2 separate regions of the Triticum aestivum genome follow, and region 1 is linked to region 2. A link is a contact called in public Hi-C data. All regions are on one chromosome and are shown on one strand. The core of a region is the stretch at or near the end of the contact, and the rest is flanking DNA. Distances in the headings are between cores, read along the strand shown.

What was found. A called contact is a pair of places that touch in the nucleus more often than the background predicts.
Region 1: a contact with region 2 is called in a Hi-C map of leaf, with 4 times the contacts expected there. The contact joins the promoter of LOC123111948 here to the promoter of LOC123111947 in region 2. A contact is called at or near these places in 2 of 5 Hi-C or Micro-C datasets (both in leaf).

What each region holds. Positions count from the first base shown.
Region 1 is chr5B:379,551,597-379,558,665 of IWGSC CS RefSeq v2.1, reverse strand. It overlaps LOC123111948, which reads left to right and starts at 4,111. Exons shown (of 1, transcript XM_044532831.1): 1 at 4,111-6,407. The coding sequence starts at 4,363. The coding sequence ends at 5,913.
Region 2 is chr5B:379,373,576-379,381,145 of IWGSC CS RefSeq v2.1, reverse strand. LOC123111947 (O-fucosyltransferase 35) reads left to right here and starts at 1,865. Exons shown (of 9, transcript XM_044532830.1): 1 at 1,865-2,600; 2 at 6,062-6,196; 3 at 6,292-6,361; 4 at 6,451-6,521; 5 at 6,604-6,692; 6 at 6,782-6,914; 7 at 6,994-7,226. The coding sequence starts at 2,112.

The DNA of each region.
Region 1 (7,069 bases), core at 2,862-5,361, 180 kb before region 2:
AAAATATACACATCGTCATACATATGATGTTCAGACTTCAAACATTCATAATATCGAAGATATAAGACTTCAAAGTAACACTCAACATATCAAAAGGAACTAAACAGTCCATGTGGAAGATATAATGATTCGTCAGTGAATGCACACCCTTGTGCCATATAAAGTTCACACATTTCCAGCCCACACAAACAAAAAAGAAGGCTTTGAAAAACAAAGCAACCATTTGGGGGTGCTGCTTACCCCAGGAGCCGTTGAGCTCTCGAACATGGATGCCCTGGTCGTCGTCCTCATCCACGGAGGGTGCCTGCAGCTCCGATATATCAAACAAACAAGTAAGTAATCTGGAGGTGACAGTAGAGAGAGAAAATAACCTGTCACATGATATGAGACAATAATATAATCTTACAATAATGAGCAGTAGCTAATTAGACTCAATCCAGCACAGAAGCACATCAAGCACTGACTAAATAACTCACACATAGCCATGAAACAGAGAATATGGTACTACCTACCTAGAGCAGCACAAGGGAAACAGAGGGAGCCAGAGGTAGGAGATGGCCTCACTCACCAGAGAGGGAGGTTGTGGTCGATGCTGATGCACAAACAGAACCACCATCGCCGGGGTCGGGCGTGGGATCCTTCCTTCCTGGTCGTCGTCATCTTGGTCCTTGTGGATGGTGTCCATGGATTGGAAGTGGGGAGACTTGAGAATCCCCTCCCTTGAGATGGCTTACCATTGCCTGTCGATGTTCGTCCATGGAGAAGAGAAGACTCCTGAGCACACACACACAAAAGATAAGAGAAGGAGGTTGTAATTATACCACATCCTATCTATTTTGAAGTTGTAATGCAAACAGAGGTTGTACGAAACAAAACCTACAGGAATAAAAAGGAGATACCTGATTAACATGGCTTGTGAAGGATCTTGGGTCTCTATGATGGAGTGAATGTGTCATAAATCCAATAATCTGTACTGGACGACACCTCCTTACCATTACCAAGAATACCTGCCAAGGGTGAATTTCATGAGCATAGAACATTGCCATGATTTAAACTTGCAGATCGGTAAATGTTGACTTGCGCATGGTAGGAACCAAATTAAATCTAGCAATAACTATATCTTGCATTAGCAAGTCACATGACCAGGTAATATATAGTACACCGACAACATGAAACATGTGGTAGTGCTGGCCTTGAAGATTATCGATAGACTGCTCTCTAGATAGAATCAGTGGGAGAAAGAGAGAGTACATTGCACAGTGGCAGTATAAAACATGATTATTAGAATGAAGAAATTAGAAACGTGACCGCTTCTAGACAAAGGTATATTCTACACTAAGAACATACATCTACACTAAGAACACACAATTGCACAAAGAGGAATTAAGCATCCGTTACTCCAGTAATTATCCCCAATACCAACACTGTAGTTAGCTGTGTATAGGTAGAGATGAGTAGGTTAGAAGGAAGAATCTGTGATGTAAATGGAAAATGTCTATAGTGTACGACCTATTGTCACACCCAATTAATTAAACAATATAAATAATTGAAGTAGCGAGTTCCTGCAAAGTACAGACAAACAAATTAGATGTAAATAGTGTTCAATCAGAGATGCTCCAAGGTAAAATATGACAATTTCCTCTGGCAAAAAACAAAAGTAAATTCAATAGGAAATTCTAAACCTCGCAGGTTTGAAAGCCAAGCTCATTTGAAAACCAAGGTGGGAATGAGCGCTAATCTTGATCCTGCAACCCAATACCTAAGTACCTGCATAAGCGTACATGAACCCCAACACAAGCTTGTCACTATAATCACCGCTTCTGTGTTAAAAAAGAAAAAAGAAGAAGAATGCAGGGCACAAAAGGGAATGCTCTAGTTCTATAGAAGCGACACGACCACGATGGATTCAACAGATGATGTCAATGGTTAACACACTGAACTGAAATGTACCATCACTTCCATATAATTGAGGATTTAAAGATTAGACTGCAAGTACACAACATATAAAGATTTAACTTTTTCCCAAAATATTATATGGATTTATCAGTCAATCCACAAGAAGGGTGGCTTTAAACCATAATATTCTTATTTTATTCTCCATAATAAATCCATTCAAGAAATTTATTTTGTACCATTGATCAAGTACTTCCGGTAAGGAACCATACACGGTGGTTCAGTCTGGCGCATACCACAGTTGGACCTAATTGACGCTCTTCCACTTCTCCGCTACCGTCGTGTTTGTCAAACAAACAAAACGCAAAATCAATATGTCATTCATTTAATTAAACTAATCAGAAAACATAGCTTTTGTCTATGGACGATTTGGTTCACCTCTTCTCATATCTACTATACTGTAAATGGTAAGCAATTAAGAATGAAACTGAATACTTCATCCAATGGTTAATCCAGCTACCATGCCTAGCTATGCTGATGGTGATCAAGTTCAGAACCCTCATCATCTCCTAGAAGCAGAAAAAATAATCAAAGAGACGCTATATGCACAGAAGTTTTGGCAAGATAAAAGTTTCAGGCCTAAATATGCTTCTCTCAATCTTTGTTTTTTTTCTGAAAATCTGCATTTTACATTGAATGACATTCATGAACACGCAGATAGCATCGCCCCATTGATGCGCTAGACTACAACTCACACACACAAGGGTTGTCGAGAAGTTCAGAAGAACGAAAAAAAGGGAGGACAAGAAGGGCCACATGCGGTGGAAACATACAGGCTCCACAAATAAACAGGGAAGCATGGCCTTAGATACTACACGTAAGACTACAGTTGTATCTGAAGATACAGAGACTGGTTCATAATGTATAAGAGGATTCATGAACGACAGACCTTGTTGAATTCCTTGGACAGCCAAAGCGCAGCCCCCCTTCTCGAACAGCGCACATCCTAGCAAATAGTGTCCCCGCATCAGTAACAGAAGCAAGAACAAATGAAGCTCTGAAACCTCTGCACATTTTACAAATATACGACCCAATTCCTCATACATGAACCAATTAATGGTGGCATCAACTGAAAAATGAGGAATAATAATCCGTGTCAGTCACCCTGATGGAGGTGTCGTCGAGCGCGAGCGCCCTCCTGCTGTCCTCCTCGACCCTGGCCCAGTCCTTGCGACGGAAGTGGCAGAGGCCCTGGTTCACCCAGTAGACGACGACGCAGGGGCTGAGCGCAATTGCCTGGAAACCAACAAACGAGCCAATCAACCAATCAACCAATCAATCAATCGCCTGGGATTCCACGGATCGAGCCGTCGACCAGGAAGAAGGGGATTGGGGCAGGAAGGAGGAGGTTTTGGGGGGTGCGTGCTCGCATCGGTGTAGCAGTCGATGGCTGCGCCGAGGCAGGCCGTGCGGAAGCACGCGTCGACACAAAGAAGGCAGTGGACGGAGGAAGTATCCCTGCGTCGAGGGAACCACACCGGGGAGCTCCTGTTCGTCGGGCTGCGCGGTGGCTGCAGGGGCCCCCTCCTGCCGGCGACAGAGGCGGCACGGCCGCCTCGGCCTCCGCGAGCGCGAGCAGGCCGAGGAGGAAGCCCGCCAGGAACCCCGCGACAACCACCCGGGCTGAGCTCCCAGCGGCGAAGGAGACGACGACGGGGGGCAGGGAGGCGAGCACGGGTTAGGGTTTGGATGGAGAGCATAGCAGCGGTGGCTGCGGTAGAGAAGGGGAGAGGGGCGCGACGGGGATAATTGGCTAGGGTTCTCACCCAATCGGGGACCTCCTCGCTCCTATGCCAAACACAGCCACCCACACGACGCCACGCACGGGCACGCACGCGAAATCTCGCAAATGCCCTTTGCGGGGTGGCAAAACTACTGGCGGTGGCACGATATTTTGACCGCAAAAGACTTACACAGGGCGCCTCCCTAGCCACAACCGGTGACAGCCACGGCCCACACGCGTGGGGTCCCAGCGAGCCTCGGTCGAATGGACGGAGCGAGCGACACCGCGAGCCAGATGGGATCAACCATGCTACAGGGATGCTACAGTGGGGCAGGATTCGATCGGACGGACGAGGTCTTCCAGCGGCTCGATCGGCCGGCCGGAACTCCATCAAGCAAAAAGATCGGACGGCCAAGAAGCCCAAATCGCTGAGAACGCTCAGGTTTCCAGTGGTCTCGTTTTTCTGGATTCCAGCCCCCGCACACCCCAGATCCCACCCTCCTTTTTGCCGGCGGCGCTCCGTCCCCAGATCCCACCCTCCTTCTTCTTCTTCTTGCCGGCGGCGCTCCGTCCTCAGATCCCACCCTCCTTCTTGCCGGCGGCGCTCCATCCCCGAAGGACCTGTTTCTACTCCGTTTCCTGGTCGCCGCTACTCGATTCGTGGCGCAGGTGGAGGTAGCTCACTCATGGCCAGGACCGCGATGGGTCGCCGGCGGCGTCCGGACCGGATCAGCGCCCTCTCCGACGATCTCCTCCTTTTGGTCCTGCGCCGCCTCGACATCCGGACGGCGGTCGGCACCACGGCGCTCTCCAGGCGCTGGGCTTGCCTCCGCGGCGAGCTCCCCATCCTCGACTTGAGTGTCGACGCGATGCTCCCGCCGCGCTACCACCGCTGGGTCCAGCTCCACGGCGTCGTCGGGAAAGGTGGTGGTTTCCAGTACGACCTGCGTCAAGTGTCAAGAGAGCTGATGCCCAACATCAGGAGGTACGAGCATCGCGCCATGCGCGCTTTGACCAGGTCCGTCCAGAGCTTCTTGGACGCTGGAACCGCCGGCCGCCGGAGGAGGATCAGTAGGCTGAGGCTCGAGTTCTTCGTCACCCCACAAAGCACCGAATGCATGAATCGGCTTATAGTCGAGGCCATGGATGCTTGTGGGGTGGATGACCTCCAAGTTGTTGCTAAGCCAATTTTCTGGCGACGAGGCGCAGTCCACACCTTCGCCAGCCATGGCCTCTGCAAGGAGCCCAGTGCGTCACGCCTGCAAAGCCTCAAGCTTGGTGGCTGCATGATCCCGCCGCTGCACGAGTACGGTGCGCTCACTAGGCTCGTCCTGCAGGACATACCTAAATCGACGCCCGTGGCAACCTACCAGGGGGTCTTCATCTCTTGCCAGCAGCTGCAGGTGCTGCATCTCATCTCCTGCCGGTGCAGCGGCGGGGTGATATTCGTGGACGCCCCCATGTCAAAAATCAAGGAGCTCGTTGTGGATGACTGCAGATTCACACAGTTACGTCTAAGGGCTCTGCCCAATCTCGAGAGCCTAGCCTCCCTCTCCCTGGGACCTACGGTGTTCCTCGAGTCCGCCTCCTTCCCTTGTCTCAGAAAATTTAACCTCACCTCATGCCTCGGCGTGACAATGCAAGGATTTCGCGAATACCTGAAGCGACACTGGAAGATAGACCATGAGTCGCTTCTCGAAAACATGCCAGAAATATCGAGTCTGATTGTCAGGATCAGTGGACCTTACAGATGGATCGTGCCGTCCCCGTCGACGACGATGTTGTTGCCTAACCTGAGGCGGTTGCTGGTCGCCGACGTGCCTTCGTCCTGGGACGTCTCATGGCCCCGCCTCCTGCTTGAGACGGCGCCTTCCCTGGAGGTCCTCCACCTTCACATTGCCGCCACTTGCACAGAAGATGAGCCCAGTGACAACATACGCTGGAAACCAACCACGCTTCTCCGTCACCAGCACCTGGAAGAGTTTGTGATGGTTGGTTACGAGGGAACAGAGAGGCAGATTTACCTTGTCAAGTTTGTAGTGGGAGTATGCACATTGTTGCGCCAGGTCTCCATCTTCAAGAACGGGCATGCTCGCAACAAGGGGCACTGGGACTGGGAGTTGGTGACGCAGCAACATTCCTGGACTGACCAGGAGAAGGACAACACACTGAAGCACATCATGGATGGGGTTTCTCCTTTGTCACCTGCTGCTCCGGTTAAACTAGTTTTTGGCTGAGTTTTCTCATGTTTGTGCTTGACCTGCAACCATCTAGTTTTCTCCGGTGCAAGTTGCTTATAGAATGTTGTATTTCATATTACTGCACAACTCCCTGAGATATTCGATAGGACAACATTATCCATGCAGATTCTAGAGTGGAGCTTTGGTTCCTATGAGAGTAAGAGCGTTTTATTCATTCTTTCTTTTAAAATTGTTATTCAGCGTATGATTGTAATGGTGTGTTTTATTTATTCAACGTCTTTTGCATGGGTGGTCTCCCCTCTTGTGGGGATGATTGTAGCTAACTCATTTGTAAGTTGTTGGTTCCCGTATATTATCGTATAAGTAACAGGGATGATTGTAGCTAAATCATTTGTAAGTTGTTAGCCCCATATATATTTTAGTATATGAGTAATAGTGATGGGAGAGTGAACTTACCACCAACTCCAAACTTTGTAAGTAGGATTCTTTCGATGTAATTAATTTCTTGCAGTCAAATATTGTGCTTCTTACTTATGGTTTTTCTGTGCTAAGTAGCGCGTTGTATGCATTATCCATTCACAAGCTATGTACCTCTGCTCCGCAGCTCAGCTCTTATGTGCCTTTCGAGTTTGTCTTGACTCTTTCTTTTACTTTATTTTCAAATCGATATTTATTTGTGTAGCAAATTTGGTCTATAAGTGTAAGGTTTGTCATATGATTTCTTTTATTAATGCACAGCTGATTACCATACAAAGTCTTCTCATCGCATCCATTTTTTTGAGGCTTTCACCAACACTATTAGTATTTTCTATCATTTCAAACACTGTAGCATCAGATCGAATACTTTGTGTTTAGATATTTCTATTGCAATTCCCTTCTTTCAGGTCCTATTCTCTCACTGTACTCTCTACCCTATGCCTCCAAGCTCTTTCATGAGGCCTTAACATTTCCCTGCCTCCTGAAGCCTGTGCACTGTCCAGGAGGCCTGTGCCATGCTTCGGGTCCATAACCACCTCACTGTCCCTACACGGAAAGTTGGAAACTGCACTGGTGGTGATCCACAACTGGCTCCTGTCCCAGGGACGTGTTCATGGTGTTCACTGAGATGCCAGTGCCCAGAGCACTCTGCCTCAGTTCTGTGCTTGCTGCATCTCGTAAGTGTAATTTATAATTCCGTGTTTTTTTTTGGATT
Region 2 (7,570 bases), core at 616-3,115:
AAGTGGAGCCGGTGGAGAGGAGGATGTGTTACTGAAATTCCTTCCCTTTGGGGGAAGTACGTCTTCATTGGAGCGGTGTGGAGGCACAATGCTCCCCAAGAAGCCACTAGGGCCACTGTATTCTCCTCACGCCCTCACACAATGCGAGATGTTGTGATTCCACTAGTGGTGCCCTTGAAGGCGGCGACCGAACCTTTACAAATAGGGTTGGGCAATCTCCCCAACTATTGGAGGCTCCCAACGATACCACAGAGCTTCACCACAATGGAATGTGGCTCCGAGTTAACCTCAACCGTCTAGGGTGCTCAAACACCCAAGAGTAACAAGATCCGCAAGGTATTAGTGGGGGGAATCAAATGTTTCTTGGTGGAAGTGTAGATCCGGGCCTTCTCAACCAAACCCTAGAAAATCAACAAGTTTGATTGGCTAGGGAGAGAGATCGGGCAAGAATGAGCTTTGGAGCAACAATGAAGCTTGGGGGAAAGAGGTGGGTCTTCTTGGGGAAGAAGACCCCCCCCCTTATATGGTGGGAGGAACAATCCAACCGTTATCCCCTCATTTAGCTCGCAGCAAGTGGTACTATCGCTGGCCGCAGTGGTACTGCTGCTAGGCCCAGCGATACTGATAAAAGAGTTTGCGAGAGAGAAAGACAGGGCAAATAAGACACACTCGCAACTCGACAAAGTCGACAAATTCCTAAACTCCCCCCCCCCTTTAGCATCGATACACCAAAAGGGCAAAGAGTGTTGCTACGGTCACAGGTGATAGCAAAGCCGAGGATCTCCATCATCACATTCCCGCGTGGCCGCTCGCGCCTCCGTCATCGGCAGTAGGCTGCTCAGTCTCTGAATCCGTCCAGGGACAGTGCTGAGAAATCCACTCCTCCTCATATGTGATCTTGTCCTCAGACCCATATACCGTGCATTCATATCGCTTAGGGCCGCTCCAAAAGCGCCAACACCATATTCATATCGACCCAGAGTGGACACGACCTCTCACTGATGCCGACATTTAAGTGGCGCGCCGGCCAAGAGCGACAACGAGTCAAATATAGCCAAATGTAGACAAGAGCGGCCAATGCACCGATGCCAATGTCGTCTCAGTTTTAGGAGTCAGCTTTGGAGATGCCCTGCAATAATAGACACTCATCGAATGTATAGAGATCTTCACATTGCCTACGAATTCTCCTCTTGCTCCGAGGGGAGCACGACGTGACAAGGGTAGATTCCCCCGAAACTACTACTCCCCCCGTTCCTAAATATTTGTCTTTCTAGAGATTTCAAAAAATGACTACATAGAGAGTAAAATAAATGAATCTATATTAACATATGTCTATATGCATCTGTATGTGATAGTCCATTTGATATCTCTAAAAAGATAAGTATTTAGGAACGGAGGAAGTAGAAACCTTTGCATGTTGAGCAATAAAACAACACTGACAACTGGTAGTAAACGAAGAATTATTTGGTCAACAACGATAGCTCCTGATCGTGCGTGAGCTCGATCCCATAAACGGCAAGATTGGAGGTGGAAAACCCACGTGAACCACTTTGCGCGTCAACCAGTAGAGACTAGATACAGCCCCAAAGTCCAAAGTAAACGCCCCCTCTCCCTGGGCCTCGTTTCGTCTCACAAGCAGGAAGGATGCAGCGTACCGGCCAAAGCACGCGCGGCGCACGTGACAGCGTCGACGCAACTGGCGCCCTTTTCTCCCTTCGGACAATAACGGCCTTTATTGGAGTAAGTACGTCGGAAAAACAAAGAATAATCAAAATCAAATCCCCGGCGGCGTCGGCGGCGCCTCCAAATGGCATGGCAGGGCCGTAATTAGCGCCCTCCGCCCTGACCGTCTCCGTTTCCGTGCGTATCCCACTACGCTACGCGCCTCACGTCGTCGCCGTCTCCCTCACGCGTCCTCCTCCCCGAGACCTCACTGCCCCATTCACTTCCCAACCGAGCTCCATTAATGGCGCCTCCCCTCATTTAGCCGTCACATCATATCATGGTACAGGGACGACCAGCTGGGGCACCACTCGGAACCCAGCGCCACTAGTTCCTTCACCTCGAGGTCCTCGGACCGGGACTTGGACTGCTGGAGCTCCCCGCGCCACATGGGCTACCAACCCAAGCACGGCGGCGGCGCCTCCGGGTCCGCGGGCGGCGGAGGTGGAGGTGCCGGTACCGGTGAGCACCTCCCGCGCCTGCACAGCCCCCGCGTCGCCGGAGGCGGCTACATGACCCGCCGCGCCAACTCCTTCAAGCGCTGCCCCGGCGGCGAGATCGAGCTCCAGATCAGCGGCTCCCCGCGCTCGCCGCGGACCGACGGACTGGGCAGCCCGCCCAAGGACGCGGCGGAGGCCTCCTCCTCCAGCGCCTCCCCCGGCGGCCTCCACCACCAGCAGCAGCTCCGGTTCCGCCTCTTCAAGCGCCCGGGCGCCGGCGGGGGCGCCGGCGACGTCGTGCTGGGGCTGGGGATCCGGGAGAGGAGGAAGCTCGGGAACCTGCTCTTCTTCGCCTTCTGCGGCGTTTGCCTGCTTCTCGGCGTCGTCAAGATCTGGGCCGGCGGCCGGTCAGCACTACCAGCTGGCGACGATTTGCAGGTATGTATGGAAGCTACAAATTGCATTTTACTGGGTTATGATTCTAGCTGCCATTTCGCTGCAAATATTCTCTTCTTTACAATCAACGGCACCTGGTGCTCGACCAACTCTGCATTTTTTCTGCACTAAAAATGTGTTCATTCTTACTACTTCTTAGTTCTTATCATGAACACATTTTTTTACGAAGAGTTACAAATATAGTATAGCATTTCCCGTCTGGTAGTAATGATGTTGATTAGGAACTGAGATGTTACGAGGACTAGCTAGAGTAATGGAAATCATGTTAAATTGTTAACTGTCTAGATTCACCGGCCACTCTTTCATAATAATCATTTTTTCATGATCAATCATTGGCATTCTAACTTTAACATGCAATTTTGCCCAGTTCTCTACCATTTTTCTTGTTGTTCTGGACAAGTCAAACAAGAATTGAAAAAGAAATCTGATGGAATCTGATTCTCATTGTTAAAAGTAGTAAGAATCTGGGCATGTTTTAGCATAATGTAATGTGATGCTTATGCAATTGGTCTGCTTGAAAACTGCTAGGCTGGGTTTATTGTAGTATTATGTTGGACTTGGACAGCTGGAGTTTAATGTCCGGCCATCTTTCCTCAGCTTAACTGTTGCGAGAATTGGTTGGTGCATGCAATCAATATGTTCTATGCTTTGTAGCTGTATTTGGAACTTCTTAAGCAAGGATCTTTTAGCAGAAGCTTAGCATTTTTAGGACGTTTCCTCCTTTGTTGGAGGTTTTTTAGTCCCTTTCCAGTTGGTTTACTATTAAAGCACTTGTTACTTTGGTGCTTGTAGCTGTTGGCAGTTGGCTGTTATAGACTTTATGATCTTGTGGTCTATCCAAATTGGGCAGAATATTATTTATGTCCATAAGAACTTTGGAAGTATGCCTTACTGTCTTCTTGCTTGGAATATATTGTACTAGTAGGTATCCTTAGTTGGGCTTATTCAGATAAATAGTCATCTTTAATTCAGGACTTCATTGGTGAAAATAAAACCATCCGACTTCAACGTTTCCTTCTAACAAACAGCCCTTGTTCTATATAGTTAGTGCTTTGGCGATGCAAATTGTAGGAAAACTAGTTTGATAAGGTGCCTTTTGTGTCCCTGTCCAAGGTAGATGCCTCGACAAAATTAGTTGCTAACTTGTTATACATAATATCTATTCGAAGTGCAGAAATACTGCATGGATGATTAAGGTGACACTACATTTAAATATTCCATTTGCCAGTATATAAAACTAGCATTTAAATTAATGCTAATAGCAGTGAAACTAATGCTAATAGCATGAAATTGCGCACAGCCACAACTGGGCATTTTTTAAAAATTGGTAGAATCAAGCAATATCGAGTTGAAAACTGCATGAGGTTTCATAACAGTAATAATCTTCTCCCAGGTTTCCAACCAACCATATTGTCCATAGAAAAATGTTATACAGCTGATCTTTTAATCCAAATGTCCACATTTATGTTAAAAGTTGGTAATTCGTCGCCTAGTCTTGATTACATTCATATTAGTAGTAACATGTTGCAACCTGATGAAAATTTCAATATGTGCACAAATTGGAAACACGGATTGTACACTTTGCTTACTGAAAAAGGCTTTCGCCCCGCTTTATATATAAAGCACCGACCATACAAGCACACCGATACAAACACATGCCACCACCGCACACAACACACACCCAAGGCAAGATACAAAGGTGCCGAGCACAGCCACACCACACCAACGACTACCAAACAACATGAATCGCTTGGAGCCAACGGAGACCTCCATTGCAATCCTCCAAGGAGAGGCGAGGTGGATAACGACGGAGCAAGGACTCCAAGACGGTGCCTCCAGAAGGGCACGACTATGTGTAGCCGCCACTGTCCGATATCGAAGATCAAGTTTTCACTTGGAGCATCACGAAGGAGTGGGAACACCGCGACGAAGCCTTCATGAAGGATACGGCGTCCACGGACGTCGCCACCGTCGGCCCCTGAGCAAGTGGTGTACCCCGGCGCTCACACCCCTTCGACGCACCCTAGCTCCGCCAACCACCCGCAACCAAACCACCCGCGTGGCCATGGCTGCGCACCCGCACCTGAGACGCATGCTCCGCCCACGAACGTCGCGTCTCCCACCGCTAGGGCTGCCGCCATGCATCCAGACACCCCCAAGACCAGCCAAAGTGACCGGCTTTGGTCCAAAGGACGCACCCGACCGCCGAAACCGCAGCATACGTCCCGCCTCGAACAACGCCGGAGCTGCATCAGCCCGCACCCGGCCGGGGAAAGGGGGAGGAGGGGGAGCGGACGCGTGGCCATGGCTGCGCACCCGCACCTGAGACGCATGCTCCGCTCACGAACGTCGCGTCTCCCACCACCAGGGCTGCCGCCCTGCATCCAGACACCCCCAAGACCAGCCAAAGTGACCGGCTTTGGTCCAAAGGACACACCCGACCGCCGAAACCGCAGCATACGTCCCGCCTCGAACAACGCCGGAGCTGCATCAGCCCGCACCCGGCCGGGGAAAGGGGGAGGAGGGGGAGCGGACGCATCCACGACCGGCACACCCCCGTGCCGGTGACGGGTGGCCCGAGCTCTCGCCGGCGCCTCCCATCCCTCCAGCCTAACTCCCCACCGGACACCCCCTATGTCGCCCCACCTCGGCAGCCGGCACAGCTCCACGCAAGGCCACCAACACACACCCGTCCGCCGTCAAGGAAAACCCCAAGGTCCACCGCCGACCACCAAGAAAGCTCACCAGGGAGCCCATCCGCGCTGCCCGCCGCCGCCCAACAGCCGGAGCACCTGGAGCCGGCTAGCCCGTCCACCGACCTGCCGCTGCTGCGACGCTGCAGCCCATGCCACCCTCGGCCCGCGTCGCCCGGCCACATATCTGGCCGCGCCGCCGCCGATCTTGGAGAGCCGAGCACGCACCATCACCTGGCCGCCCGCCGCGGGGGAACAGAGGCACCGGAGCTCCGCCTCTGCCCGGCACAGCTCCACGCTCCGACCCGAGGCGCCGGCCCACGCCAGCACCGCCCGAACAGGAGGACCACGAGGCCCCGCCGCTGCCGGCGACGGTTGGGCTTCGCCCGGCCGCACCCTCGGGCGGTGGTGAAGGAGGAGGAGGGGAGAGGGGGCGGAGACCGGCGGGATTTAGGGTTGCCCCCCGGTCGCCTCGCGGGAGCGACGCGGGGGGAGCAGGGCTCCAGTTTTTTCTACACTTTGCTTCACCATAGCTCAAAATCTGCATCATAGTATTAACTGGGCATAGTTATAGTTATGAATATGATGAGCTTATTTGATTGTTTCTACACCGCATGAAGTTTATATTAGTGAACATAACTCTCTGTTATCCCAGGTTATTGATTTGATCTACCATTCTATGTCATACATTTAGGAAAGAAAAGCTTAGGTATTACAATCTAAATTGCTATCTTCTGTACATGTTTCTAGGATCTTTCTGTTTCCTTCTCCAGTGATAAAGGGCATCAAGTTAACCACTTTGGATACATGGGGGCGAAAGAGAGTGACAGGATGTTGATGGCAGTGGAATCTAGCATTGGTGAAAGACAAAGCAGTGTGGCTGAGGCTAGTAATATATAGCTGCTAAACCTGTTCCTTTGTTCGATACACTAATTAGTGGAATTAACCTTTCTTTCCCTTCTTGTTTGTGCTTCATATAGGCCTCTGATGTCTGGTCCCAGCCAAGCAGTGAAAATTTCAGACAGTGCATTGTTTCAAACTCTCATAAAAGTAAGTTGGCTCATATATCACAAACATGTTTTTTCTATATATTCTATGCATTTGTTAACATGATATGGTCGCATGTTCTTAATTTGTAGAGCAAGATTCTCGCAGTAATGGTTACATTCTCATAAACGCAAATGGAGGTCTGAATCAAATGCGATTTGGGGTGTGACTACTACCCTAAAAATCATTTTTGTGCATCCATTAGTACTCTTTGCCATGGTATCTGATTCTCTTTTACATCTCAGATATGTGACATGGTTGCTGTTGCTAAGATTTTGAAGGCAACACTGGTTCTACCTTCACTTGATCATACATCCTACTGGGCAGATGACAGGTGGGCCCCTTTAACCTTAACTCTTCATTCCTAATCCCCTATAGCTTGTTAATCAATGCACTCATATATCCCTTTCCTCCATTTTTTAGTGAATTTAAGGATCTTTTCAATTGGAGACACTTCATTGAATCACTGAAAGAAGACATTGATATTGTTGAAACACTACCTCCTGCATACAAGCATATAGAGCCTCTGGCCAAAGCTCCGATATCCTGGTCAAAGGTTAAAAACTAGAAAAATTTTAACCTATATTTACATCGATATATGGTGGAAAGGCTCACTAAGTATTTTATCCTGGCAGGTGAATTATTACAGAGATGAAATACTCCCTCTCTTGAAGAAACACAGAGTCATTTACTTTACACATACAGATTCTCGCTTAGCAAATAATGACCTTCCTAGTTATATTCAGAAGCTAAGATGCCGAGTTAACTACAGATCTTTGAAGTATTCTCATACGATCGAAGATCTTGGTGCTACCTTAGTTTCGAGGATGCGCCAGGATGGAAGCCCACATCTTGCTCTTCATCTAAGGCAAGCTCTATGCTCCTACATTCATCTCAGGATGCTTTTGTCTGCACAATTTTTTTTCTCACTTTGTATACTTACCAGCATTCTTCTAGTATTTTGGCATCTTGATTACCGTAGTTTGTGTTGTAGCTTTGATTTATCATTTCCATCTGACCATGAAATGAAATCTTGGTTTACCTGTCTCTAAAATATACATGCAGCTGGAATTGGCTTGAACATATTAATTTTCTGTCGGCATATTATGCAAGTCTATGTCCGTGCTAGCACAGGTGAATCTATTAGGGCCTGTCTGTTGATCTCGCCAGTAAAGATAGGTGATTTCATGAACCCTGAATTGAAGCGAGTCT